2 separate regions of the Mus musculus genome follow, and region 2 is linked to region 1. Evidence: chromatin contacts called from public HiChIP or PLAC-seq data. All regions are on one chromosome and are shown on one strand. The core of a region is the stretch at or near the end of the contact, and the rest is flanking DNA. Distances in the headings are between cores, read along the strand shown. Region 1 holds the start of Rbm18 (RNA binding motif protein 18). Region 2 has its middle 29 kb from the start of Ptgs1.

The links. HiChIP or PLAC-seq counts read pairs in DNA pulled down with a chosen protein or histone mark.
Region 2: an HNF4G HiChIP or PLAC-seq map of pancreatic cancer cells shows a contact between it and region 1. The contact joins the enhancer-like site here to the promoter of Rbm18 in region 1. A contact is called at or near these places in 3 of 39 promoter capture datasets (the HPC-7 cell line, liver and macrophages), 1 of 484 Hi-C or Micro-C datasets (Th1 cells), 1 of 115 datasets of contacts at active chromatin or transcription factors (pancreatic cancer cells) and 3 of 9 other capture datasets (adipose tissue, liver and pancreatic islet).

The regions. Positions count from the first base shown.
Region 1 is chr2:36,134,183-36,138,848 of GRCm38.p6, forward strand. Rbm18 (RNA binding motif protein 18) reads right to left here and starts at 2,522. Exons shown (of 6, transcript NM_026434.4): 1 at 2,300-2,522; 2 at 1-81. The coding sequence starts at 65. It overlaps Mrrf (mitochondrial ribosome recycling factor), which reads left to right and starts at 2,216. Exons shown (of 7, transcript NM_026422.2): 1 at 2,216-2,517.
Region 2 is chr2:36,256,768-36,261,433 of GRCm38.p6, forward strand. It overlaps a transcript of Ptgs1 not described here. Among named protein-coding and RNA genes, the nearest start is that of Ptgs1, 29 kb to the left of the region's middle. Within about 2 kb of position 2,749, at least 38 of the 459 cell types and tissues checked have an H3K27ac peak or open chromatin away from gene starts, as enhancers often do. A contact at or near this core is called in pancreatic cancer cells, where this site is marked.

The DNA of each region.
Region 1 (4,666 bases), core at 1,272-3,771:
TGTAGAGAGCCCTCTGAAAGGATGGATGCATTCTCCAGGGGAAGAGTTTTGGTTTCTGTTTCCATCAATCTCTGAGAAATACTAAAGGCAATGTGAACATTCAGACAAGAGAATAAAACAATCTTGTGTGTACACACAGACTTCACATGCAATCCAAATACATATCCAAGGAAGGCATGCTCTCTGGGCAGTCTTTTAAAGGTCTGTTATTCCCCAACTGGGGCCCTGGACCAGTTCCCTTGGGATAGCCTTCTGGCAGCCATAGTTACCTTTTAGGATAAGAGGTACTGTTATGTGGAGAGTCTTAAGTCTTTGAAAGCAGGCTGTGTGACTTAATTATCTAAATTTTATAGGCCTCAATCCCCTCAAATGTAAAATCAGAGGCAACTGTTCTTATTTTACAGGACAGTTGTGAAGATCACATACATCACAAAAATCACTGTATTTAGCAACAGTAAAACAATATATATTAGCTATTGGTCAGGTTTACTGTTTTGTTAATAATGAGATGGTTCTCCTTAGTTATTACAGTTCACCATCTGCTTTCTTTGTGTAACTTTTGCAAAGAGTGAGTGTTAGGAGATGTCTTAGTCAGGGTTTCTATTCCTGCATAAACATCATGACCAAGAAGCAAGACTGGGAGGAAAGCGTTTATTCAGCTTACTCTTCCACACTGCTCTTCATCACCAAGGAAGTCAGGACTGGAACTCAAGCAGGAGCTGATGCAGAGGCCATGGAGGGATGTTACTTACCGGCTTGCTCAGCCTGCTCTCTTATAGAACCAAGACTACCAGCCCAGAGATGGTCCCACCCACAAGGGGATCTCTCCCCTTGATCACTAATTGAGAAAATGCCTTACAGCTGGATCTCATGGAGGCATTTCCTCACCTGAAGCTCCTTTCTCTGTGGGAACTCCAGCTGTGTCAAGTTGACACAAAATAGCCAGGACAGGCTCATACACACAGAGTTAATAAACCTAAAAGATCTGTAAAGATAAATCCTGCTTTCCTAATTAGTTAAGGTTGCTGAGAAGAAAAAAAAGAGTTTATAGATGAAAAATGAAATTTTAATAAATATACAATATGATAAAGGAAAGGTAAAGGGACAGAGACGATAGCTGCCTATACCAGACTTCAGACCTCCCTCCTAGGAAAAAAAAACAAAAAAAACAAAAACCCAAACCCCCAAACCAAAACATGTATCTTCTGTATCTAGAAGTGCCTCAAGCTCTGCCTTGTACGAAATACTCTCCATTCTCGGATATTTTTGAAAAAGAGAACTAAATTTAAAAACGGCAAAATATTGAAGTAATTGACAGATACTGAGACAGGCACTATCATTTAACGACTCTTCAGTTTAGTTCCCTTATGAGGAGAGTACCTCATTAAAGTCTGTAGCTCTGCCAAATTCTACCCCTAATGCCTTCAGAACCATGCTGAGAACTCACCCAACACTGAGAAAGCTGTGTGACTGGGGGTTGCACTACTTCAGACTGAGAATGCTGGATTTGAATGCTAGAACTTCTGATGTTCTCACGTCTAAAAACAACTGTAACACCAAAAAGATACTTAAACATGCCAAAGAGGCCATGTATAAATAGGAAGAGTACAGGACATGGGGCTAGAGAGACTCGACTCAAAATCAACTTTTCCAACTACTGTGCCTTTAGTAACAGTCCCTCCCTTAGGTATCTTCCTCAGGATCTCTGCTCCTGTGTGTGAACACAATGAGTAGTTTACTTTTTGCCTATGTTTCTAAAATAATAAAAGCTCCTATGGCATAGGGCCTTGATCATGGTTCTCTATGCCCAGCATATTGTACACTGCCTGGCTCAGAGTTGGCACTATTTTCAATTCTCTTCTTTCCTGAGATGGAGACAAATTCCTGCATCACGTGGTCATTTTAAATAAGAATATACATGTGACAGCTCAGCTCATGAAATTTTGAGAAACAAACAGTAAAGTCTAATAAGTTAGTATGTGACTATCAAGTCTTTTGGGGGTTGCAAAGGCGACAACTCCTTTGAGTAACATGTTCACAAATGCCAATCTACTCCTCCCGGCTGAGCGGTATCTACTCTAAAAGTCAGGAGGGGACTGGGGTCGCTTATTCTTACACGTTAACCACGGGGTCAGGCCAACAACCACGGCACCCCGATTCCTGGCAGCGAAGTCACTAATGGGATTGTTATTTCCGGCCAGAGACAGGACAATCCGGGGCGGGGCCTAGAAGCCTGCGGGTGAGGATGGTTTTCGCCAAGGCCCCGCGGCCAGGATGGCACTGAGCTTCGGGTACTCACCTGCTAGCCTCAGAGCTGTGCCCTCAGCTCATGCCCCGAAAGCAGCTTCCGACGCTGGGGTCCGAGCGAAGGACCTGAGGTTACCTCTGCCGAAACACCGCTCGCCGCCTGGCCGCCCGTGACGCACTACGCCTGCGCCGCCGCGCTGGCCCGTGACGTCATGACGCCCGCACCTCCGCTGTCCCGCGTGTGTTTCTCTATAGTCCCGGCCGTAGCTGGTGAGTGGCCTTGAGTGTGTGTGGGGGTCGGCTCTCAAGGAGTGGGCGGGATTCGAGCTCTGGTGACACTTTTCTAGGCTCTCGGAGGGACCTCGTAGGGCTAGGATACTATCCGTGACTGGTTCAGCAGAGTTCGGCTGGACCTTAAGGCCGGGGGCGGGACTTCTATGCTCACAAGGGTGGGGCGGGGCCATTGTCACTCAGCCGACATTTAGAGCCTTGCCTGGGAACTTGGTAAATAGTTCCTGATGCTTAAGACGTCACCTGACAGGAATAATGCCTTTTCCAAACAACCCTACACGCGGAGGTGTAATTATTCCCGGTGGTGATGAAGAAACAAAAACTCAAGCGCTGTCTTTACCAAGGTCGCGCGTCTCCCAAGTGATGAAGTTTGAATTCCACCCAGGCCTGAGTCGAATGCCTGGGGCTTTTAAAATCATCATTCTGCTGACCAGTGGGCAAACAGTTGTCATTTCGATGGTGCTTCATCATTCCCGTGACTCTGGCACATTTTACAGATTAAGATCACATACTTAGGAAGCACTAGAAGCAGGACAGTTGCCTAGGCCATCTCAAAGTTTGGTGCTTTTTTTTTTTTTTTTCCTTCTCATTCCTGTGTTTTTATTAACTCACACACAACTACTTGTCTTCTGGATTGTTGAAGCAGTAAGGCAGGCAACACTCACCACAGTAATGTCTGTCAAGGTAACTAGCCATGAACACTCTAGCCCCATGTTGATCAGGAGGACATTTTCATCCACTTTATAGTATTTCAGCACAGCCAACTTAACCTTCTTATTCTTATTCTTCTTGGCAGTGCTATAACCCTTTATCCTTTTCTCAGGACCACCATGAAGTCTCAGCACACCTTTTGAATGTTACAGTCAAAGTATGGCCATCTTTCAGCTGCTTGCCAGCAAAGATCAGCCTCTGCTGAGAGAAGGAATTCCTTCCTTATCCTGGATCTTGGCCTTAACATTTTCTATAGTGTCCGAGGATTCAACCTTTACTGAGACCTTCCATAAGGGTCTTCGTCTCTTCCTCTTGTAAGGTCTGCATGCTCGGGGTGGTTTCACCACAGATGGTGGATCGGATCCACAGTGCTTTCTCTTTTGACCACATTCCATTGAAATTCCCAGAATCTTAGAGAACCCATAGTTGGAAAGCCAGGAAACTTGATTTGATTCCTTCAGTGAATGGCCGAGGATACAAAACCAAATTAGGAGAAATTATTTGCTATAGTTCTCATCTGGGGTAGAGCTGTGATCCATGCTCTTTGAATGTAAGTGGTTGTGAATTCCAAAGTTGCATGTGATAGGGTTGATGAGGCGGGTACATTGGAATCCAGGTGTCCTAGTCTTTACGTGAAGTCTTTGTCCACTATTCCTCCTTTGGCGTGTGCCAAGGACATTTGGATGTTGTATTGAGTCAGGTATTCCAAATACCTTTCTTTACATGGTACTGAGTTTGTAAAGAAGCACACCATGTTCCAAGCAGAGAACTGGAAATCCAGGGGATAACGGAAGCAGTGTTGAGAAATAGAACCCAGGACCAGCCATCAGAGGTGTAGATTCCAACTCTGGTGCCAGCATTTTGACATTTGGCAAGGATTTAATCTTTGTGGAAGTCCATTATCATACTTAGCACATTTGTATGATGTCTTTATTTTTGTACTATACTAAGTACAGGGTACAGTAATAGACAAGTAGGTTAGTAGGTAGATTCGTGTACTAGAGCTGTTGTGAAGTGCCAGCAGTCATATGGAGATATTTAGATAAGGATCAAGTAATTATACATATTTACTTTTATTGTTAAAAATTATGTGCTGTGATGAAGTATTGGCATGAAAGCTGCATTTCAGGAAATGTGACCAGTTTAGTTGGAAGAGCTGGCCAATGACCCTGTGCTCTGACAGAATGATGATAAAGAAGAATGGATGGTAAAGAGATAAAGGGAGAACATTCCAAGCAGGGACTAGGGATGCGGGTGGCGCACGCCTTTAATCCCAGCACTCAGGAGGCAGAGGCAAGCGGATTATCTGAGTTCAAAGCCAGCCTGGTTATAGACTGAGTTCCAGGATGGCCAAGACTACACAGAGAAACGTTGTCTTGTCAAACCAAAAAAAAAAAAAAAAAAAAAAGAGAGAGAG
Region 2 (4,666 bases), core at 1,499-3,998, 120 kb after region 1:
CAAGAACAAAAACTTAATTCTGTTTGAAAACAAGAAAATGCTTCATGGCCCTCAAGCACCATAGTCACTTGAGTCTCTCTCCTGAAACTAGATTTCAAGCTGGCCAATGCTAAGAAATGTGTGAACCAACTTCCCCACGTGGAGAGTTTCTTCCCTGTGTATGTATTACATGAAAACTTGTACCTGGTTGGGTTTGTTTCCCTGGGGGATACTGTTATACTGGTCAATTTATTTTGGGCTCCCAGTCCAGGCAAGGAAAGGATTTATTATATGCTTGCTTACCTCACAGACACATTGGCAGGACCAGAATCATCTGGGGAGCTTCTTGCCTAAGAACAGTGGCCACTGATGTGGAAAATGTGCCTTTGAGATGCCACAAGATGCTGGCTTCTCAGATCATTTGTGTTGCCAAAATTTTGATCCTGGGGCCTGGAGAGCTGTTGACTACTCTTATTTTCCTTGCCAGAAAATGGGTTCTGTGTGGTGCCTGCAGCTTGCTTCCTTTGTTATGGTTTAGTTCATATTTGATTGCTGGAGACTGGCTTATATGACTGTATACAGCTCTAAGAGAGGGTGAAGAAGTGAATTTCGTTCCTGACTTGGGTCTTGGAGAGGAGCGATTCATCATGTGGGAAGTTGCCCATGATGAAAAAGTAGCCAAATGGCTGGAAATGTACCCAGCTTTTTGTCTCTATTTCCAGCCGTAGAACACTACAGAGGCCATTAGAGGGTACCAGTGACAGCTCAGGAGAACTGTGAGCACAACCCTGAAGACAGTGAAGTGCTTGTAGTTCATCAACTAACCGTGTTTGTGGAAGGTATCAATGTATTAGACTTGCTTGTCTTCCCACTTAACCACACTCTTCCTAGAGAAAGAGATAAAACAGCTGGTGTAAATGATAGTAGGAACAGCTTAAACTCGGGATGGTTTAGTGGGTAAAATGTCTGTCATGAAAGCCTGATGCTCCGAGTTCAGTTGTTCAGAGTCCATATAAAAAGCCAGACAGAGTGGTATATGTCTGTAATCCCAGCACTCCTGGATGTCCAACCATGAACCTCAAGGTCTGGCCAGCATGAGATAATGTGTAGCAGTGGCTAACAAAGAGACCCTGCCTCAAAAACAAGGTGGAAGTGCAGACTGTCCCCTGAATTTGTCCTTTAACCTCAGCACACACATACCTCTCACACACAATATACACATGTACACAAAATAAATCAATGTATTAAACCTCACTAGTGTGTGTGTGTGCATGTGTGAATGACTGCAGCCATGTGCATGCCAAAGGTGTTCATGTGGAGGTCAAGAGATAACTTTCAGGAGTTGGTTTTCTTCTTCATGGGATTTGGGGATGGGACACAGGTCTTGGTATTTTGGATTTGGAGGCATCTTGGTAGTATGTCCTTGTTGACATCCATGTCAGGTCCCCACTTCCAACCCCAGGCCATTGTAGTATAACATAAGCCTACATACACACCTTGATGAGTTTTTTATACATGTAAGAACCAAGGATATCAAGATGTAGCATGTTTTCAGCCTTTTCAAGGTCATTTTTGTGTTCCTATGTGGTCAGGAACACCCCAAAGCTAACTGCTATTCTGATTCCTATCATTGTAGTTAGTTTTGACTACTTATTAACTTCATTTGAATATTGCCACATGGTTATGTTCTTTTTGTGTATGCCTGGCTTCTTTTTCCTCATGGGTATCTGTTTGGCTGTGTAAATATTTAATGTGCATGTATGCAATCATCTGCTGATGGCCATTTATGCTGTTTGCATTCCTAGGACTGTTATTCCTAGTAATAAAGCCATTAATTTAAAAAGTCATCTTTTGTGCTCACTTATCATGCCAGGTGGACCCTTCCTTTATTCACTGTCTAATTCCACATCCTCTTTTACTTTGTGGGCTGGTGGAAAGAGAAAATGGATTCTCTGGAGGGGAAAGAGACTATGTTTATCAGGAGTCTGCTCTGAGGCTGTTCTTCACTGCCTGTCACATGGACTATTCCTTACAGCATTATGAGCAGGATTATGGGCAAGGTTTTTCTGTTTCATGAGGAATTTTGGAAAAGTCAAGCAAATTGGGGCTGGGAGAAGGTTCCAAAATTAAGGTGCTTGCCATACAATAGTTAGAACCTAAGCTCACATCCCCAGAACCCATGTAAAGCAGGGTGTAGTGGAGATGGAGGTAGAAGGTGAGTCTATGATGAGATGGAAGGTGGAGATGGAGACAGAAGGACCTGTAGACACTCCCATATGGATGAGCTTGATGAACCCAGTGTTCAACAACGAACCCAATCTCAAAGAACATGGAGGGTGAGGACCACCCTTGACGTAGTCCTCTGACTCCACATGAGCATCATGAGACACAGGTGACTGCACTCACACATATGAACATGCACACACACACATTAAGAAAAGGAAAAGAAAAATGAGATAGATTGTTCAGAGTCAGCCATCTCTGAAGTGGCAAGGGGTGGCAGCAGTCTGATGGGCAGTAGTTATATTCCCAAGTGAGGGCTTGTCCCATCTGAGTCTCATTCAGGTCATCCAGGAGCAGAGTTAGTTACATCAGGGAATGGGAGAACAGATGGAGCTGAGAGGTGGCAGGCGATGGAAATGTTGGTCACTTCCAGACGATGCAGAGGGAATTCTGGGTTCCATATCATGCTGCCTTGTGGTTGTGCCTTCCTTGGTGGGTGAGTGATGGCCCTTTCCTCTCCCATGACTCATTTCTTCCAGGCCTCCTATCTCCTTCTGATCTGTGACTTGCACTCTGCACACCAAGATGACCATGACAAAGTTCACTGAGCACAGCTGGTTCCCTGGAGTCTGGAAAGTGATGCCATTTGTTTTCTTATCCTTCTGCTCTGCTGCCCCTCCCTTCCAGCCACCACCGCAATGCCCAGTGCCGACCTTTGTCTTGATTCTCAGTTCTTGTTCTCACAGGAGGCATTCCTGACTGGTTCTAGGTTCTTCCTCCTCACCCCGTGGGGTATAAATGCAGGGAACAACTACCAGCACTCATCTTTTATTGTGGTAAAGTTCATATAAACTGACTGCTTTAATCTTGTTATTGAGATGTGAGGATCAAACTCAGGACCTCATACATGCTAGACAAATACATTACCCCTGAACTATATCCCCACTCCTCCATTTTAATCATGTTACATCGTGTAGTGGTTTGTTAGTCAGTCCATTAAGAAAATTGTGCAATCATCACTGATATCTAGCCCCAGAGCATTTTTATCATTCCACAAGGAAGCCTGTATTCACTAAGCAGTCACTCCCTGTTTTCTGTCCTTCCAGCCCCTGGTGACCATTAATCGTTCTGCTCGACTGTTCTGAGCACTCCCTGCATGCCAGGCATTGTGCTAACCTTGCTGGACACACACCTTGAGGATTGGGAGAGTGGCTCTATGCATAAGACTGGGGTTCTTCCGTTCGAAAGGGAAAAAATGGACTTAGAGAGAAAAGATGCATGTTAGGTCAATAAGCCTTTAACTGGCAGGATCTGGACTAGAACTCCAAGCCCAGTCACGGTTCCACCCTATGTTAAATGATGAGCAAGCCCTGAGACCTTTCCCAGGATAAACACAAATGATGCAGGTCTGGCTGACTTCTAAGCCCACATTGCTCCATTATGAAAGAATATTCCTTCCATTCCACCCCAAGGGTCAAGCAGGAACAAAAAAAAATGGAGCACAGATTCAAATGACTTATGCACTAGGAATTTTCCAGGATCTGGGATACTGAGTGGAGGCAAGTAGTTTGCCACCACTGTCCCAGATAATGAGACAGAAGACACTGTCAGGTGTCCTTGAAAACTTTGGGATGACACTCAGGGCAATGGTGTAAGAAACAGAGGGAATCCTTGTGTGCTGCCTACTGAGGGGCCAGAGAGAGGCTCGGTTATTGCTAGATGTCTGGTGTGCGTTGAAAAATTCTCTGTTCAAGAATTTTGGACTTCTAGTTGTCATGGCCATGAAGAATGACTTCTGTTATGGTTATAGAAATGAAAGAGCCATTGTAGCGATCACTAAAGAAATAAAGTTAAATCTAAAAGGAAAGAAAGACAGAAAAAGAAAAGTGTAGGACAGTATTCATTGAACAGAAATGTGGTTGTGATGTAATCAAGGCACTATTTTCCTGGCATCGTGCTACTAAGGCAAATCTCTTTTACATGCCCCTTCCTTTATCCTTTACCAAGTACATTATAATTGTACCATTGTACCAATTTAGTATTATTTACATGTGCATATTTACATAAATGTATAATTTATATGTGTATACTTTGCACACACACACATATATATATACATAAATACACATATATAATTTACTTATGTAAAGCTATTTTTAGTGGATTAACATTTCATTTTCTAGGTATTTATAATTTTGTTGTTTCATCTTATTTTAGTATTTTTGAAAAACTACATCCTTTCTCCTAACTCTCAAACAATTCTGCAAGCCTTTGAGGAGCTCCATGGGCAGAGACACCAAGCCCATGGACATCTGAGATAACCTGGATCTGTGGGTCTCTCTGGGTGAGAATCCTTGATGGGGAGCCATTTTGCTTATTCTTTGGAATCTAACTATTCTTGTCACCAAGCTAGACCAGAGCTCAGAGGAGAGAGTCCTGAAGATTTGGAAAAATACTGACCTAT